2 separate regions of the Zea mays genome follow, and region 2 is linked to region 1. A link is a contact called in public Hi-C data. All regions are on one chromosome and are shown on one strand. Each heading gives the region's core, a stretch centred on a gene start, on an enhancer-like site or on the middle of the called end of the contact. The rest is flanking DNA. Distances are from core to core; before and after follow the strand shown. Region 1 holds the start of LOC103635445. Region 2 holds the start of LOC103635536 (protein phosphatase 2C 32).

Evidence for each region. A called contact is a pair of places that touch in the nucleus more often than the background predicts.
Region 2: a contact with region 1 is called in a Hi-C map of leaf, with 9 times the contacts expected there. The contact joins the promoter of LOC103635536 here to the promoter of LOC103635445 in region 1. A contact is called at or near these places in 5 of 25 Hi-C or Micro-C datasets (ear, endosperm, leaf and 2 more).

Annotation. Positions count from the first base shown.
Region 1 is chr1:64,140,622-64,146,952 of Zm-B73-REFERENCE-NAM-5.0, forward strand. It overlaps LOC103635445, which reads left to right and starts at 2,237. Exons shown (of 3, transcript NM_001353861.1): 1 at 2,237-2,551; 2 at 2,654-5,231; 3 at 5,329-6,152. The coding sequence starts at 2,296. The coding sequence ends at 5,497.
Region 2 is chr1:64,564,606-64,570,936 of Zm-B73-REFERENCE-NAM-5.0, forward strand. It overlaps LOC103635536 (protein phosphatase 2C 32), which reads left to right and starts at 3,036. Exons shown (of 4, transcript XM_008657970.4): 1 at 3,036-6,331. The coding sequence starts at 3,974.

The DNA.
Region 1 (6,331 bases), core at 987-3,486:
CCCAGTGCAGCTGATTTCATCCTCTCGTCGACGTGTCAGCTTCAGAATGCAACATTTCTGGTGTCCAGTTATCGTGCACATAGCGTGGATTTGGTCAAGTTTATTCGGCGTTTGTTTTTGTTGGATCCTTTTCCATCCCTAGCTAAAATAATACCGACCCATTTTCATCCCTAGCTACAATAATAATGGGCTGAAAAATAGCTCACGTTCATGAACTGGCTCGAGCTTAGAACGTTATGGCTCGGCTCGTAGTGGCTCGTGAGCTCATGCTAAGCTGAGCCGAGTTTGATTCTCAGGTTTCGTTGCTTGATCGAGCTGAGTCGAGCCAGCTCGTGAAGGAGAAATCTTATTTGGCTAGTTATCATTTTGACTCACGGATCTCCATATCTCATCTTGCTATCTCATCTTTTCTCATATTAACCCTAAAATCCGGAGGGTTTGGGTTCTAGGGTTAGGGTTTAGGCTCCAAAACCTTGGCTCTAATACCATGGTTAGACTCTATAGCCTATAGGGTCTAGCACTTGATCAGTAACCACTAGAACATATAGAACGGGCTCTATTAGCTTCGATCTTAGAGTTAATCGAAGTAGACATGCTAAAGCCTACATGTCCGCGTGAGTGCGGGCGTCATAATTGAACCGTAGATGTACAATGGCTCCGGGGCATAGAGCAGACAAGACCAATGGTGGTGAGAGACTAGCTAAATAACCCGCCAAGCTAAATTTTGGCTACTCAATAGCAAAATAACTCTCCAACAGATTATCTATCTAACTCGCCAAGCTATCTAGCTCTTCAAATTGACTCTTTCACTAGCCAAATTTGGCTAGCCACCTGACTAGCTAAACTAGATAGATAGTCTGTTGGAGTGAGATGCTACATATAGAGTGTAATCTTTATGAAAAGTTAAATAGATAGTCAAATATAGAGCTAAAAATGAGGAGTTTCTTGGAGATGCTCTGAGTCGGTGTAGTAGTGCAAAGCTGATGGTCTTTCTCTTACTAAGCATGTTAGAGTAGATCAAGTCTAATTTAGGTTTGTTGGGACGAGAATGCACCGATAAATGTTGGTTGCTATGTTGGTCTCGTCCACTCTTTTATCTATACGCGGTGAAGGGTCCTTTAATCAAGAACAAGACTTGATTCTCTAACAAGTTTAACTTAAGATTAAAATAACAAACTGTAAAACCACATTAGTTAAACTGTCCAGTTGATTGTTGACGATCAATCTTTATTAGTGCAGGATATTGTTTTTACTTTCTTTAGAGAGCCGTTGATGCGTCTTTGGCTGGACGACGATTTTGCTGGTGAAACTCTTTTGGGCGTGACATTTTTTTTACTTTAATTAAACGGTGTTCTTTTCTTCTCTACTTCTATTTAATTGAAAATTATACTTTAACGTCCCTGTCTTAAAAATAAATGTACGTCTCACTTTTCCAAAACTAAACTTTTTAATATAATATATATATAGGTCCTGTTTGGCACAACTTATTTTTAGCTTCTTCACAAATTTAAGCCGAAGTTCTGTCAAACAGATAGCTTCTGCAGCAGCTTATCAGTTCAGCTGCTTCTCAAAATGAACTAAAAGCATCCAATAAGTAGAAGCTGCTTTTTACCAGCTTATCATGCTTTTTCAACAAGCAGCAGCTGTGCCAAACAGGGTCATATTAATCTTTATAGTCTATAATAAATGTTATTAGATCAATAGTAAATATATTTTTACAATAAATAAGATAATATGTACTATATTTAAGTATAAGTTTCTTTGTGTGTCACCTCCTCAAATGCAGCGCGAGCGATTAAACTTAGTATAAAACGTTTGACTTTTACCACTATAACTCATGTCAGTTTGTATTATATAAAGTAGATAATGTAAATATATAAAATAAAGAATATAATTGTGTTTGAATAAATATATCATTTAAATATATAGTTATATAGAAACTATATCATATCAATGTATGATCAACTAACTAGTCTATAAATTAAATCTAGAAAAGTGTAATTGATGCACATTTATTTTGAAACGAAAGTGTTTAGCGGACTTTTGTCTCCGGCTGACCGGTTGAATTTTGAAATTGCGTAAAATAAAACAGGCACGAATTGATCTGATCCACTCAATTAAACGGGTCACCCTAGGGCTCTGGTTCCTCATATTTGGCTCTGCCTCCTCTTCGTTCCTTGGCGGAGACGGCGCCGGCTTCAAATAAATTACAACTCCACCCGCCCCAGACGGCTCCACCGCCGGCGAAACTCTAAACCATCCCTGCGATTTACCGCCATAGGACCCGCGGATGCAATGGGAGAGTGCGCTCATACGGCGGCGGTCGCGACGACGGCCAAGACGTCAGTGTGGTGGAACATCGACAAGTGCGCGGTGCCCCGCGGCCGCTGTAACCCGCACCGCATCGCCCACAACCTCATCGCCGCGCTCGCCGTTGCGGGGTACGTCGGCCCCGTCTCGATCGCTGCCTATGGCGACGCCGCCCAGGTCCCCCCGCCCGTCCTTGCAGCGCTCTCCGCCACCGGCATATGCCTCAACCACGTCCCCGCCGGTACAGTACTGACTCTGCCCCTCCTGCTCTCAGCACATTACCGCCTAGTTGAATTCCCGCTGCTAATCGAATCCCTCTCACGGTTTCACCTGACATTTGCAGGGTGCAAAGACACCAGTGAGAAGAGGATGCTTGTCGACATGTTGTTCTGGGCATTCGACAATCCTCCACCGGGCAGCTACTTGCTTATATCCGGCGATGAAGATCTCTCTGATCTCCTTCACCGACTTAGGATGAAACGCTATGATATCCTGCTAGTACGACCTCCCAGTGCATCATCTCAGGTACTTGCTGCTGCAGCTACTAAGGTCTGGCTCTGGGAAAACCTTACAGCAGGAGAGCTGCTGCTACCAGAGCCGCCACCTGCAAGAAGTGTGCTAGGTTGCAAGCTGCATCCGAATAGTTCAGATACCTTGAAGTGTTCAAATAGTAAGGTTCGTTTCGGTTATGGTAAGAGTGATTGTAACGGAAAGGAAGACAGTCAAATTAGAGTGAAACCTCTTCAAAAGTATGTTAAGAAGGCAAGTAAGTCATCTGCAACTGAAATTAGTCAAGATCGTGTGGTGCCAGCTGGTGGAGTTTTTGAAAGTTCTACAGGAAGGACGCTGAGTGAGGTTGACCATTATTCTGTTTCATCATTATCATCATCAAGTTCTGACTCCACACAAGGTGCAAAAGCGAATACCACAGTTCCACCGGAAAATCGTACTTTGTCCAACTTGTCATCTTATAGACATGTGCTGTCTGCTCATTCACAAGCAGAAGCAACAATCCAGCCTGTCCGTGCTGATAAGCCAGGCATATCAACTGGGTGTTTGCCAAGAAATGAAACTCTTAGTTTTGGTGTTTATAATGGTCAATGTAATCGAATGTCTCAGCATTTGAGATACTCTGAAGTGCAGAATAAGCTTCATTCTGAGTTTACAACAGACAGTAATATGGGAAAGGCAGTCAATCGTCATGGGTTGAAGCCACTTCAGATGTATGTAAAGAAGACAAACACCACATTTGGTTCTGCTAACAAGCCGGTTGGTTCAATTGGTGTTCCTGAATGTCCTGTAGGGAAGAATAGAATTGAGCTAGACAAAGCTTCTATTTTAGCATCGCCAACTTCTACTTGGTCCCATTCATCAGCTCAAAAACCTATAGCTTCTGCTCATTTGCATCAAATGAGAGCACCACATGAATCCATCCTTGGTAAGAAGCCTAACATATCAGTTGAGTTGCATCAAGTGAAAGTACCACATGAAACCATCCTTGATGAGAAGTCTAGCATATCAGTTGAGTTAGTGAGAGTACCACATGAGTCCATCCTTAGTAAAAAGCCTAGCCCATCAGCTGAGCATGCATCAAGTAGGGCGCATGATTCTGAAGTTTGTGGCATCAATTATAATCCAACATGTCAGCAATTCAAATCTTCTGAAGCCCAGAATAAGCTCCACTCTTGCTCTAATGTCGGTGATAGCAGTGGGAGGTTAGGAAATGAATATAAGACCAATAAAGAGCAACCATATGCAGAATGTATAAATATTTTCACAACTTCAGCAAGCAATGAAATAAATCCGTCTACTAGAACTTTTGATAATTCTAACGGAAGTACTTTGAGATATCCAAAACAATCTTTGTCAGCATCGTCAAGCTCTAAATTGCTTCAGAGTGCAAAGGTGAATGGCTCAAATCTGATGTTATCGGATCATATATCTTTACTTGCTGATAATTTGCATCAGGATGGAGCAACAACCATTTTTGGTAAGAATAGCACATCATTTCAGTGCACTGCCAAAAGTAGAACTTTTGTTTTTGGTGCTAGTAGTGGCCAGTACCATCAGACATATCAGCAATCCCAGTCTTCTCTGCTATCAGAGCAACATAATTCAGGTACTAGTATGGAGCATGGTCATTCTGACTCAATAAATTCGCATAGAGGCAGCGCTGCTTCGCCATCAGTAGAGCATAATGGTGTTCCTTTTGCACAAACACGAACATTCTCCAGTGGCTCAGCTTTTGAAGGTTTGGATGATATTTGCAATGGTTTTACTACACTGAATATTTCTGAATGCCCTCAAGGAACTACTGAGACCAGGGCTCAAGATCCACCTACTAATGGTCCTTCAATGTGCATGCTAGATAATTATGAACATCCTGTAGTTTTTCGCGAGAACAGATCAACTTTTGACTTGGATTCTAACCCCAGCTGCTATCAGAATCACTCTAGTGATCCTCAAAGTGGCCAACCTCCTTTCAGCGACTATATTTGGCACCAACCTAATCTGTCCAGTGATATGCAAAGCTCCTCTGAGCTCTCTGGAGATAAGCCAAGACATCTGCCAAATTCTACTGAGCCTAAAGTTGGAATAATATTGCAAGCTTTGGGCATATTGAAGACTGAGAAGATATTCCCAACAGAAACTAACATTGCAGACTGTATATGTTACGGAGAGCTGAATTTAACAGGTTTTGATGTTAAGAAGGCTCTTGAACTTGCCATTCGCCATGAAGCTGTCGTTATGAAGAAATTACTAAACGACATGCCGTTATTTGTTGCAAAAGACGAGAGCCTCTGGAAATGCGTGAACGTAACAAATACCAAATCAAAGAATCCCATAGAGGAGCTAGGAACAGTTTATAACTACATTTCATCTCCAGACGGCCGCTCTGCAATGATGAATTCTCAGTCAAGGTCAGGATTTTGCACCTTCCCTTTGTGCTAACGATTTCTGCCATTTTACCGTGGAATGCCAGCTACATATCTGCATTTCCTTTTTTTTGTCTTGTAGGTACCAAGCTGCAATGATCTTGAAGAGGTCGTGCATGCAGCAGTGTGCACTGGGCGACATTCTCCAGGTTCTGCATATCGTTGTTGTTCGAAAGAAATGGCTCGTGCCTCATTCTTCAGGCTGGCAGCCGCTGTCCTTAAAACGCAACAGCGGATCCTGCAACTACTGATGGTACAGGAAAAGTTAAATCTTCTTTTCCTGTGGCCGTCTAGGATTCTGCAACTACTGATACTACTGAACTACTGATGAGTGGCAGCAAGAAAAAGGTGAAATGATTAGTCATAATATTAGTATTAAGTTATCGAGTAGGTAGTTTGTGTGACAGTGATAGGTCAATCAAGGGAGGTATCAGGTCTGTGTATCAAAGGACGTGAATGGATTTGCCCCCGGTACTACCGGAGCAACGCAGGTCCCAGCATTTTTGCTATCTGCATAGGAAGTTCTATATTATTTTGAGAAGAGCAAGACAGAAAAGTAAAGCTTTTTTATGTGTCTCCTGAGTGGCTCTGGCACAGTGGTGTCTGAAATTGGATTGAACTTGGGTCTGTGCATCTCTAGTTGGGCTACAGAATGTCATCCTCTGATATTCATTGTTGATCACGACGATGCTTCGACTCCGAGGACCAAAGTATCATCCACCATGTTTGTTGCGGCTTTAATCTAGCTGCGGATACGGTTTCTACAATATTTTGTCCCTATAGACAGTTGATGCTACTAGCTGATAAGTCTGAGATAGTGTCATGTGAGTATGTGACTATCATACAACCGTTTAGCATCACTTTTTTTAGAGTGATGCGAAATTCTTTGATGCACTCAAACTTTCCTCCAATATTCATTGTATCCAATTACTAGCAACCATGAGGCGTCTCCTGTATCTGGGGTGGGGAGCTGTTCGATACCCTTGGCTACTGTCTGGTTGCATCAACAGCTAGCGATGCGAAGATATTCCATGTGCAGTGAAAAGACTGGCATTAGTAGCTCAGGTCACGTTCTTTTGTAAATT
Region 2 (6,331 bases), core at 1,786-4,285, 420 kb after region 1:
ATTGAGGGCCGATTTGATGAGTCTATATTTGTTTTCCCCAACGGAGTCGCCAAAAAGTATGTTGACGCCTTTTTGGAGCGCCAAACACTCAACAAGAACCGTGGCGGTGCTCTCTGGTCAGGCGCGGACGGTCCGCTGCCAGGGACCAGACGGTCCGCGGCCAGGGACCGGACGGTCCGCGGCCAGGGACCGGACGGTCCGCGACCTAGCGCAGGGGCTAGGGTTTCCTGCCTGACGGTCGGACGGTCTGCGCATGCGTAGGGGCGGCGGAAGATCGCCGGCGGCGCCTGAATCTCGCTCTCGGGAGGGACCCCGTTGGGGAGGAGAGATCCTAGGAGTTGTCTAGGCTCGGGCAGGCCGACCTAGACTCCTCTAATCCACGTAGAGTCGAAGAGAGGCGAAGAATTTGGGGATCGGGAGGCTAAACTAGAACTAGACTAGAACTACTCCTAGGAAATAAATGCGAAATAGAAGTGTTTTGATTCGATTGATGATTACAAATCGGCCGTATACCTCTCTATTTATAGAGGAGGGGGCTGGACCCTTTACACAACTGATTTCCGAGCTAATTCCGCGAATCTAGCTAACAACCGTAGCACAAAACTCGGAACCCTAATCTGCTCTGCGCACGCGCGGACCGTCCGGCCCACAGGCGCGGACTGTCCGGACCACGGACCGTCCGCACGCTCATTTTGGTGCCAAACAGCTTGTGTACATGTGCGTGTCACAAATTTGCTCTCGCATGTATGATGTATGATCATCCGATGACTTCAAGGTTTGGACTCCACACTTCAGTTTTCAGAGCAGCAATCCCAATTAAGTTGCCCAACAAAAGGTTATTTAAACATTTTCAACTTATATCTCTTATATACTCTTTTAAAGCACGAGTTTCATGTGTCGTATGTCACACGTAAAACACATATATGTTTTTCTTCCCTATGTCTCACTTAACAAGCTTACCCTTACCTCCCATATGGGTCGTGAAAAAACATCCAATCCACACGCAATGTAACGCTTCCGGATGGTACCATCTCACTAATTGAGGAAGAACGAACTACCGAACGAGCTATAAAAAAGGGAAATGTTTTCTTTTTAACTCGTATCTTTCTTGACCTTTTGGCTAAGATACAATGCAGTATCAGTAGTTTAATATCTGGTATGTGGGTCATATGTCTATTTATTTTTTAAGGGTTCACTTTAATTTTAAATTTATTTTTTACGGAGAGGGTCCACACTGGCTTGCATCGAACTCTCGGGTGTCATATATATGTTGCACTATATATCTTTAAATATGATTGATGTATAACTAGTGGGTACAATAGCTATAGATAACGTTGATGGTCTAGTTTTCCACCACCTTTTTTTTCGTGCAGCGAATGACATGGGCACGGACAATAATGTGTTTGGGTCTTATATTACGGCGAGTGAAATCAAGATGATCTATATACCGTTGCAAGAGTAAGTTAGTAGATGAGATAGATGATGGGTTTGTATGAGTAGAAGACTTGAGTTTTAGACTATATGTACTCATACTACTTTAAATTAGTAGTTAAAAGAAATATTTTATCTTTATCGGTCATTACTTAGATTCTCTACTTTATATTATAATTTATCGTAGTGATATTTATTTCATACATCAACTTTATATCAACTACGCATGTTATATATATCTTTTTTTTTTTGCCTCCTACCGCCACACTGGCTGTTGTCGCTCGGCGTCGTACTTGCTGCATGAACGTGTGGAGGCAGGTCTCCACTCTCCACTGACACATCTCTGGTAGAGTAAAAAAAATAGAGACGCTGCAAATAGCGTTTTGTTTGGCCTCCCTAAGTTTACAGTAGACTATAGAGTACTCCATTGTAGCAAGTTTTACTCTATATCTAGCCTTATATTGATGGAGTATTGTTTAATGGATCATCAAATGCTTATTCATAAAACGTTAAGGCTCTAAATAAATTTTAGCTCAAAAATAAACAGAAATAAAGCTCGATCTTAATCTGATCTGATTTTTAAATTTTTTAGTGTAAAATTTAGAGTTTATTGGTATCCCTAACAGTACCTCACTGTTGATAGCCATACCTTAAGGAGCTAGCATGCTTGATTAGGAATAATGTCTTCCGGATATGAGCAAAACCCCACCAGAGTCCAGCCTCCATCGTGGCGACGACAACGACCATGATGAAGGCCAAAGGGTGTCCCGTTGGCGTGGGGCCATCCAGCTCCAGCCTGCTCCTTTTCTTTGCTTTGACTCTCGCAGTTGCAGCACCACCAAATCCAATGATGCAAGAAAACAATAGGCAGGAGACAAAGGCGGGCGGCAGAGAAAGAAAAAGAAAAAAAAACTGACAGTAGCCCCAAAGGCTCAAAATATTTAAAAAGGCAGGTCTGCTATAGATTATGAGGGCATGTATAATCCATAGTCGTTAGATCGATTTTCTAAGTAAAAGTGACAACTAATTTAAAAACTTAGATCATAAATAAATATACAGAGTTTGTCCCTTGATTTTGTTCAGTTACTTTATTAGAACATGTATAATGAGTGTCTTGATACATGTCTTCGAATATATTTAAAGGGTAAATATAAAAAAACTCAAGACACGTATCTTGATAAAGATTGTGTCTTGGCTCTATACTCGAAACAGTGAACTAGCTAATTGATCAATTCAATTTATTGAATATTTTGATTGATGCAATAAATATAGTAATACACATGTTTTAAACATGTCTACTATATTATAGTGTTTTAGTTGTATTTTATACTTGGAGTACCATGCTAGTGCCAGTGCTGTATATACCTCTAGATATCTCTTAAGAGACCATCTATTAATTAGGCTTATATGTGCCCTGAGGGTGGACATGCATAACGAGTGAGCCTTTCTTCACAAAGACAAAGACTTTTATCAGAGTTGAATATTCTCATTTGCAGATGAGAATTTAATTAGGGGGGGGGGGGGGGGGGGAGCAAATGCAAATGGCGTAGCATAATCAGTAAGACAAAACCGGCCTACCTCCGCAAGCGTCTCAAGTCAGAACTGAAAGCAAAACACCATTCGATTACATAACTGATGTGCAGGAGCTATATAGAAAAATACATGAATTTTATAGAGATCTGCCTAGTTTTAAGAAAAGAAAAAAAACGAAGAAAACAGAGGGGGGTACATCCAAAAGTGGCGAGGAGAGAGGGAGACGAAACAAACGAGAACAAGCAAGGTAGGCAAGAACCAAAACAGGCGAGGCGGCGAGGGACCAGCGTGCAAAGCGAAGGCGACCAAGCAGGCAAGCCTCCCTGCCGACCAGCGACTGGCGTGCTGCGTGCCGGACAGACGGAGGAGGAGGAAAGCCGAAAGCACCAACTCCCCCTCTCGAGTCTCGTCTCCTCCACTCCACTGCACTCGGCGCTCCACTCCACTTCCTCCCTCGGTCGCTTACGCAGCTTCCAACGATTCCATTCCCAGCTCCCTCCTCATCCTTTCCGTTCCTCCCATCCCCCACCCAACCCGTTTCAAATCGCACCAAAACCCCCCTCGAAGACCTGGAGCGAGGCCTGCCCCTTCCGCGCTCGCCCCTGCCAGGTGTAGATCCCCCATTCCTGTCGCTCGCTCGCCGCCGGCCGGATTCCTGATCCGACGGGAGGTCTTGTGCGGAGGCGGGAGGCGCTGTTGCGTGCCTGCCTGATCGGTTCCTGCTTCCTGCGAGTTGGTGGTGGTGCGGCGGCGGCGGCGGGTTCTGGCATGGGGTTGCGCTGCCGGGGCATTTCCTCGACCAGGCGGTGGGCGGCGGCCTAAGATGCGAGGGCGGCTGGCCCGGGGAGTGGGGCACCAGGTCGGGGATAGCTTCTCGCCGTGCGCCAGCCTCCGCCTGCTCATGCTGCCGGCCGCCCGGGGCCCTCGGCGACGGGCATTGGGGCGCGCTCTCCCCGCGAGGTGCTGACGCTGACGCGCGCGCGGCGCTACTAGCCGCCAGCCGCCCGCCATGGGCAACAGCACGTCCCGGGTCGTCGGCTGCTTCGCGCCGCCCGACAAGGCCGGCGGCATCGACCTCGACTTCCTCGAGCCGCTCGACGAAGGGCTCGGCCACTCCTTCTGCTACGTCCGCCCGGGCGCCGTCGCCGACTCGCCCGCGATCACGCCCTCCAACTCCGAGCGCTACACGCTCGACTCCAGCGTCATGGACTCGGAGACCCGCAGCGGGTCCTTCCGCCAGGAGCCCGCCGACGACCTGGCCGCCGCCGCAGCCGCCGGCCTGCAGCGGCCCTGCAGGAGCTTCGGCGAGACCACCTTCCGGACCATCTCGGGGGCCTCCGTCAGCGCGAACGCGTCCTCCGCCAGGACGGGCACCCTCACCGTCTCCCTTATACGTGACGTGCAGGAGCCCGCCGCCGCGTTCGAGAGCACCGCCTCCTTCGCCGCCGTGCCCTTGCAGCCGGTGCCGCGGGGGTCGGGCCCGCTCAACACCTTCTTGTCGGGGCCGCTGGAGAGAGGGTTCGCCTCCGGCCCGCTGGACAAAGGCTCCGGCTTCATGTCTGGGCCATTGGACAAGGGAGCCTTCATGTCAGGCCCCATCGATGCTGGCAGCAGAAGCAACTTCTCAGCACCTCTTTCCTATGGACGGAGGAAGCCTCGTCTGAGGCTTCTTGTACATAGGATTAGTAGACCCATGAAAACCGCACTGTCCAGAACATTCAGCAGGAGCTCACAAAATCCAGGCTGGGTTCAAAAGTTTCTGTCGCATCCTATGTCTCAACTGCCCTGGGCAAGGGACGCAAAGTCCAGATCAGAAGGTTCACAGGATGGATTGGAATCTGGGATACCCGAGCCTGAGTATAACGTGACAAGGAACCTTCAGTGGGCACATGGAAAGGCAGGGGAAGATAGGGTTCATGTTGTTCTATCCGAAGAGCAAGGATGGTTGTTCATTGGAATTTATGATGGATTTAGTGGCCCTGATGTGCCTGACTTTTTAATGAGCAATCTATACAAGGCCATTGATAGAGAACTGGAAGGATTGCTCTGGGTTTATGAAGACAGCTCTGAAAGGAGTGATCATGTATCGACTCATGAAGAGGGTGGATTGGTTGCTGCTTCTGTGGATGCTCCTCATGATGATAGTGGCCAGTGCCAGAGTGACAGTGGGAGACAAGAACTTGGTAATTTTGGAAAACAAAATGTATCACCTGGAAAGGGTTGTGATGATAGTGCCTTGCAATTTCAGCCAAACTGTACCAGCAGTGAAGAGAAAGATTTGGCTCCACATGGTTCAAGTAGTGAGATGTTGGGCAGGGATGAGATAGTTGAGGAAATGGTTGAAGCTGATCTGGGAAATGATCTCCAAAGTAGAGAACCCCACAGCTCGAACAGAGATCTTTCAGGTACAGATCTAAACACCAGCTGCAGATGTGCAACAGAAACCAGTTCCTATTGTGATCAGCATGCCAAATTCTTGAAAGGAAACAGAAAAAGCAAGCGTCTCTTTGAGCTTCTTCAGATGGAACTGCTGCAAGATTATAACACAAGGTTATCTAAGGAGCCACCAGAGGAAAGTAAAATACCAAACTTGCATGTTACACAGGCAGACACTGCAGAAGCGCGCTCAAGAAACACAGCTGAGGTCTCCAGGTGTTCATTGGCAGCAACTGGAGAATGTTTTGATGATTCTGAAGGTCTTGGAAGTTCAAGACACGCTGATAGTGTACTTGGCATAGGTATTAAAGAGTGTACAGGGTGTTCTATATCTACATCTTCATCAGGGCACAAGCAAGTTACGAGAAGAATTTTAATCGGATCAAAGTTGAGGAAGATGTACAAAAAGCAAAAAATGTTGCAGAAGAAGTTTTTCCCATGGAACTATGATTGGCACAGAGATCAACCTCATGTTGATGAAAGTGTTATAAAATCTTCAGAAGTCACTAGGAGATGTAAGTCGGGACCAGTAGAACATGATGCTGTATTGAGGGCAATGTCACGGGCACTTGAAATAACAGAGGAAGCGTACATGAAAATTGTGGAAAAGGAGCTTGATAGATACCCAGAGCTTGCATTAATGGGTTCGTGTGTCCTTGTAATGTTAATGAAGGACCAGGATGTATATGTCATGAATCTTGGCGACAGCCGAGCTATCTTGGCACAGGACAATGATCACTTTGATCAGTACGATAGCTCAAGTTTCTCAAAAGGAGATTTACAACATCGAAATAGGTCAAGGGAGTCACTTGTCCGTGTGGAGCTTGATAGGATATCGGAAGAGTCGCCGATGCATAATCCTAACAGTCACCTAAACAGCAACGCAAAAGCTAAGGAACTGTCAATATGTAGACTAAAAATGAGAGCGGTT